2 separate regions of the Gossypium arboreum genome follow, and region 1 is linked to region 2. A link is a contact called in public Hi-C data. All regions are on one chromosome and are shown on one strand. The core of a region is the stretch at or near the end of the contact, and the rest is flanking DNA. Distances in the headings are between cores, read along the strand shown.

Region 1 (3,133 bases), core at 183-2,682, 250 kb after region 2:
TCACGGAGGTCAGCAGCAGAGAGTGTCTGGTATATCAAAGAAAGAAAAATTGAAAGGTGAAAAGCATATCAAAAGATATAGAAGCCTGAAGCAAAAACATCCCTGATTCACTATTGAATCTAGCAGTGGTTGTCAATTAAAATTGATTATCATAGTCAGCCAACTTGTAATATATGAACTGTGGTTAAGATGTACAATATGGGGTGGTGCAAATATTAGACATAAAGATAAATCATAAAATGTTTAAGTTTCCAGAGAAACTTTCACATACCCTGGCATGGATGAATTCCTCAATCCTCCCATCAGGAAACCGCCCAAGTAGCCTCGGTCCCTGACCATGCTTGGACATGCACTCAAAGGTCCTAATCTCATCATCTCTATTGAAAAACAATTCCACTCCTTCACCATAAATCCTGACCAACACCTTCTGATGAAGATCATCATGTATTGTCGGCCAGTTTATCTGAAAAACCTCGTTAGTCATAGCTCCCTTCAGTGGGATCACATGGAATTCTTCCATATCTTGGATCTTATCTCCCCATTCGGATGCTACCGCTTTCAAAACATTCTTCAGTTCTTCTGGTGCAGAACTTGGAATGAATCCATTCTTCTTTATAGCCATTTGCGTATCAAAGATTTTGACTATCCTTTTACCTATAATCAAAGATCCCAGAAAAGATTATACCTTCGACACAGAACTTTCATAAAATTAAGATAAAATAACAATATAGTCTTTGAAAAGAAAACAAACAATTCAACACTGAAATAACCCAGAAAGAATCCTACAAAAAAGTCAACGGAAACCGTAAGGATCCAAGCCTTTCAACAAGGTTACAATCTCAAATCTTCAAATACATTCATAAAAGGGAGATCTTCCCAGCCAACCTCTGGATATCAAAACTGGATTAAAAAACAAAAAAAATCTCCCCATTTGAGGAAAACTTTCAATATTTTGATATGGCAAACAATTCAACCATCGAGGTTTAATCAATTCCAAATCCTTATATCTTGTCAAAGAAAGAGTTCATCTCAAATCAACAAAAAAGTTCAAAAGATGGAGAAAACCAGAAAGAAACACAGAATTTACACAAAAAGAGACATTAACAGCACTCACCAGAGAGAATAGAAAGTTGCAAGCTGGCACACCAAAACCTTTTTGTTTCTTTTATTGTGGAGTCCAAGTCCAAGAATCTCTGAAGAAGAACGCTAAGAAGATTTAATATAAACAAAAAAGACCCAAAGCAACGACTGAAAACTGCGGCTGATTTGTATTAAATTAATAATAGTAAGTATACTTTTCTCTTTGCAGATCCAATAAGCTCTCCCGCCTAGTCTTCTTTCTATCCGGTCTTAATATTTAATTGGAGGGGGCAGGGGAATCCTGTAACACTGTCTGTCACGTCCCAAGATCCGTTAAAATGAGACAGACCTATTATTCATGTACACGTGGGAAACCATCCAGCTAGACTCTGATTTTCCCCTAACTAGAATTTGGTTGGAGTTGGACCTTGGTTCATCAAAGATTCCATTTTTTTATCTCATTTTTCAACCCACTTAAGTTAAATCTTATCTCCTTTTGTGATTTTTATTATACAACTTTTGTGATTTTAAGAGAATGCGGCTGATATAGTTCGGTTAGGTTGGGAGGTTTTTAATTTTTAATTTGATTTAGTATCATGATAATCGGTATTAATTTTATCCGTTGGTATGTATTATTTCACTCCTAAATAGGTATCAAGTAAATTATGTTTCATTTTAGCCCAATTTTTTGTGTGCTTTAGCTCATTTCGATCAATACTAACTTGTTCCGATCCGTTTTAATTGTTATAAAATTTTAATATTTTAAACTAATTCTTAATATTTTTACCTAGACCTATTTTAATTTTTTTATAATTATATTTAAATTAAAACATCTTAAATTAAATTATTGAAATTAATTAATAATTTTATATTTTATATTTTATATTTACATAAAAATATATTTATATAGATGTAATTGAGATATATTTGCATGTATATATAATATATTTTATATTTTATCAAAATAATATATAATTTATTAAGAATCCAACAAATTAGACTAGAAATATTTATATATGAAAAATATTTAAATGTATATTATAATTTATCAAGAAACTAAATGTGTGTATGTGTGAAAAATATTTTAAAATTCGATAAATTGAAACGATATACCAAAATATGATGATACCAATATGTATCGGTACCAAGACAAAAACAGTACACCCATTGCTACGGTACTACCTACCTTGTTTAATATGGTTATTAGTTTTTTCATCCTAATTTTATTTGAAAATTTTATTTTATAAAATTAACTTTATTTTATGATTTTAGAATATTATTTGTCAAAGTTTCAAAGTTATTTTATAAATATTTTTGGTTTAATGATAAATTTGGCCATTAACGTTTATATGTTTTGTCAAAATAGTCCTAATTGTTTTTTTATCTTTTTGGCCATCAACATTTTTTTTCTTTCAAATTGCTTTTCTTAATGATTTGATGAAAGTACAGTTGAAAAAGTTAACGAGATGATGTGGAATTTTATATGTGGAATATTTTTAACGAGATATAATTTATTACTCGAGATAACCCAATAAAATATTTACATGTGGAAAATAATAAAATAATTAATTAATTCATGAAGTTAAAATATAACTCTTAATTTAAAGAAAATAAACGTAATTATCTAAAAAGTTTCAAAATAAATACATACATTCAAGTATTTTCGGTTTGATTTATTAATTATTTTTTGAAACCTCTTAGTAAACAAATGTATGCATTCATTTTTGAAACATTTTACATAATTACATTTATTTTTTAAAATTAAAAGTTTTTTAATTTCATGTATAATTTATTTATTTTATTATTTTCATATGTAATTATCTTTTGGGTTGCTAAGTAATAAATTACATCTCATTAAAATATTTCACATATCCTCGTTAATTTATTAACGTCACTTTCATCAAATCATTAAAAAACAGTTTGAAAAACAAAAGGTTGATGGCCAACAAATGCTGAAAAATACAATTAGGACTATTTTGACAAAATATGTAAACGTTAGTCGCCAAGTTTATCATTAAGCCAATATTTTAAATAACAATAATTTTTGAAGTAA
Region 2 (3,050 bases), core at 94-2,593:
CAAATAATTAATTTAAAAATAAAATAAAATAGCAATTTAAAACTAGAAAACCCAATAAGTGAAGCAAGTCTATCGATGTGGCAATTTCATCGTTTTATAGAAACCCAATAAGTTTTGGGTCGAGGATAACTTCAGCAGTTAGCATTGGCAATTTACTTGTCTATATGGTGTCCAATATTTGGAAGATATATATTGATTAAACTTGAACTTAAATATATGCTTATATTTCTTTAAATAAAATGGTTTGCTTTTCGATGCAGGATAGTTTGCTGGCAGAGCATCAAGGAATTCTAATCTATGCTTGAGACTTTGAAGGTTAGGGTGAGAGTCTACAACTCTTTATATTACCTACACCTTAGATTCATTCATTTCATTCTTTGATTTTGTTACTGTATTGTATATTTCAATCATTGTATAAATGCATCAGCACTAGGAATTTCACAAATAGGCTCTTAAACAAGAGCATATCTAGATATAGTTGAGCATATCTTTACATAATCGTTGTATCATTGTATAAGTATTAGCATAAAGTTTATCTAGATATGCTCTTCTGCTAGCAGTTTTTTCTATCTCAGAGAAAGCTGACGATGTAAAGATATTTAATCAATGCACGCTTTTTTGAAGTTGCTACTTTTTGGTGTACGCCTTTGACCTTCTGAAATTACATTCTTCTGTAATCTCTTAAATCCTGATTTCTTTCATCAATTACACAATTGAGATGAAGGAATAGGTTTTGTCAGTCATCCTAGAAAAAAACACCATTCAATCTAATCCTTAACCATCGAATCGAATTTTTATTTTCTTTTGAAAGGTACGAATTTATTAATGACAAGAGTAGCCAGTGCTTAAGCTTTTGACTGACAATTCTTCGGCCACCAAGGAGCACTGCTTTAGCTTTTGACTTCAACTGATTTAATTGTTTAATATCTTTTGCTGCTATTATCTATTAAGCTTGCGTGCGAGTATTGCTGGAGGCTAGAACCAGTGATAGAGTTATATTGTACAGAATACCATGCATATGTAATGTTTGTTGAAAAGTCTCAATAAATTTAAGCATATGAATTTGTTCATTCTCAGCACAATTTTATTGTCTTGGTTTTGTTCATTTGATATTATTAAAACTGGTGTTTGCTTAACTAGGGAATTTAAGTTTCATGCTTATGCTTGACAAAAGAAAAGAAACACAAACAAGGATCACAGTAATGTGTAATAAGAAAATGTTTAGAATTATAGCAAATTCGCTTTGAACCTTGCATTTGACTTTTATCACTTAACAAAGCTTAAGATGATTCATTATTTGCCTAGATAAAGCTTGAAGTGGCAGCCACATCACTATAACATGAGCAAAGCTCACAACCTAGATTCGTGTATCTTTCCTCTAAGATGCATAATTTAAGCCCGTAATTAGGCTGTCACTCTTGAAACTAAATTAAATAATAAAAAAAAGATAAATGCGAAAAGAACCTAATACTGACGGTATTATTACATAATTTACATATGCTTTAGGGGAAATTGGGGAAAATGACAGATTAGAAGAGGGTCAGAAGAGATGGACAGGCTATGGAAGAGGGTCGAATGAAGAGAGGGAGAAAGTGGGCCGATCTAAGACAAATAGAGTCGTTGGGCTAGAGACAAAAACAAGGGACCAAGACTGAGACATCAAGATGAAATGGTCTTGTGAGGAGGAACACTTAAGGAATCTAAGGTAGGACAATTGTTGATAAATAATACTCCGTAGTACAAGTTTGTTACTAGCAAATATGTACTATATATTTGTCATTGTAACAACTTCACAAGTTTATTTGAAATGAATATCAATTTTCTCCTTCTTCAACTTAATTCTCAAATTCTCCTCTCTTCATCTAGTCTTCTTCTTTATTGAGTTGCTTGATATCTTGGGTCACTCCGAGGTTGTGATAGATTGGTATTAAGTCACTAAAGATCCATTCTTCAAAGTTGGGTAGCCTAAGAAATAACTATCCATGACAAACAGGGCCAAATTGAGCTCCCTCGAGGAGCAGATGCATCAAGGCAAGTTGTACAGTTTTCCAAATGAAAATAAGGTTCTAATCTTGTAGGAGGAGAAAAATATATCCTTGGATGCTGAGTAGAGGTGTCCATGGGCTAGGCTCAATCGAAATTTTAAGCTCAATTGGTAGGTTTGGGTCTGGCCTGACCTAAAAAATGGGCTACTATTTTTGTCCAATCTCGACCCATATCATATATGCTAAACCCGAGTTCGGCCTGGCTCGTTTTTTACCCTAATTTCATTGATCCATTCTAATAAACCTTTGTTTCTTCTTTTTTGTCCCTTTTTTTCGATTCAATCGAAATTTAATAAGTTTAGAGTATTGTAAGAGAGAATCCAAATGATTTTTTCTTCGATCAAATTGAATTCAAATGGAATCAAAATGAATAAAAAGCAAAGCAACCAAAAAAACCCAAACTTTTGAAAGTAGTAAAAAGAGAACAAAATTGGGTTCAACTAAGGAAACGTAGATCCAAAGGGAAAGGAAGGATCGTGAAAAGGAAATGAAAGGGAACAATAGGTGAAAGATCAAAGATCCTCGCGTTCAATATTTTCTGCAAAAATAAAGAAATTAAAATAAGTGAAAAGCAGCAAAATGAAGAGAGGCAGCAGTGGAAGCCAGGACAAAGAAACAATAAGTAAGGAAAAAAAATTAGAGAATAGGTATTAAGGGGAAATAGGGGTTGGAAAGGAAAAGGGAAAGGGAAATATCAAGACTAGGCCTACTAGGTAGTGGGGAACAAGGGTAAAAAATTGGGGTTAATAAACATGGGTCGGCCCGGGCTCAGGATGAAAAATCTTTACATGAAGCCCGATTCATTTTTAAAATGGACCTTATTCCTAAACCCAAGCGTATTTCTTGGGCCTATAGTTTTACCCAAACCTTCCCATATTTTGGGTGGGCTTTTAGACCGTATCAAATGGCCCGGCGCATGGACAGGTCTAGATGCAAGACATGTGGAAACTTAGATATATCAACAAGATTCTAGAGATTTTGTTAAAAAAAAAAGATGAATCACCA

Evidence for each region. A called contact is a pair of places that touch in the nucleus more often than the background predicts.
Region 1: a Hi-C map of leaf shows a contact between it and region 2, with 2.5 times the contacts expected there. The contact joins the promoter of LOC108484307 here to the enhancer-like site in region 2. A contact is called at or near these places in 2 of 5 Hi-C or Micro-C datasets (both in leaf).

The regions. Positions count from the first base shown.
Region 1 is chr6:81,635,537-81,638,669 of ASM2569848v2, forward strand. It overlaps LOC108484307 (probable choline kinase 1), which reads right to left and starts at 1,433. Exons shown (of 9, transcript XM_017788045.2): 1 at 1,296-1,433; 2 at 1,115-1,193; 3 at 272-654; 4 at 1-26. The coding sequence starts at 622.
Region 2 is chr6:81,382,343-81,385,392 of ASM2569848v2, forward strand. It overlaps LOC108486239 (type IV inositol polyphosphate 5-phosphatase 3-like), which reads left to right. Exons shown (of 13, transcript XR_008284238.1): 12 at 266-315; 13 at 1,507-1,847. Among protein-coding and RNA genes, the nearest start is that of LOC108486239, 18 kb to the left of the region's middle. Within about 2 kb of position 1,344, at least 2 of the 2 cell types and tissues checked have an H3K27ac peak or open chromatin away from gene starts, as enhancers often do. A contact at or near this core is called in leaf, where this site is marked.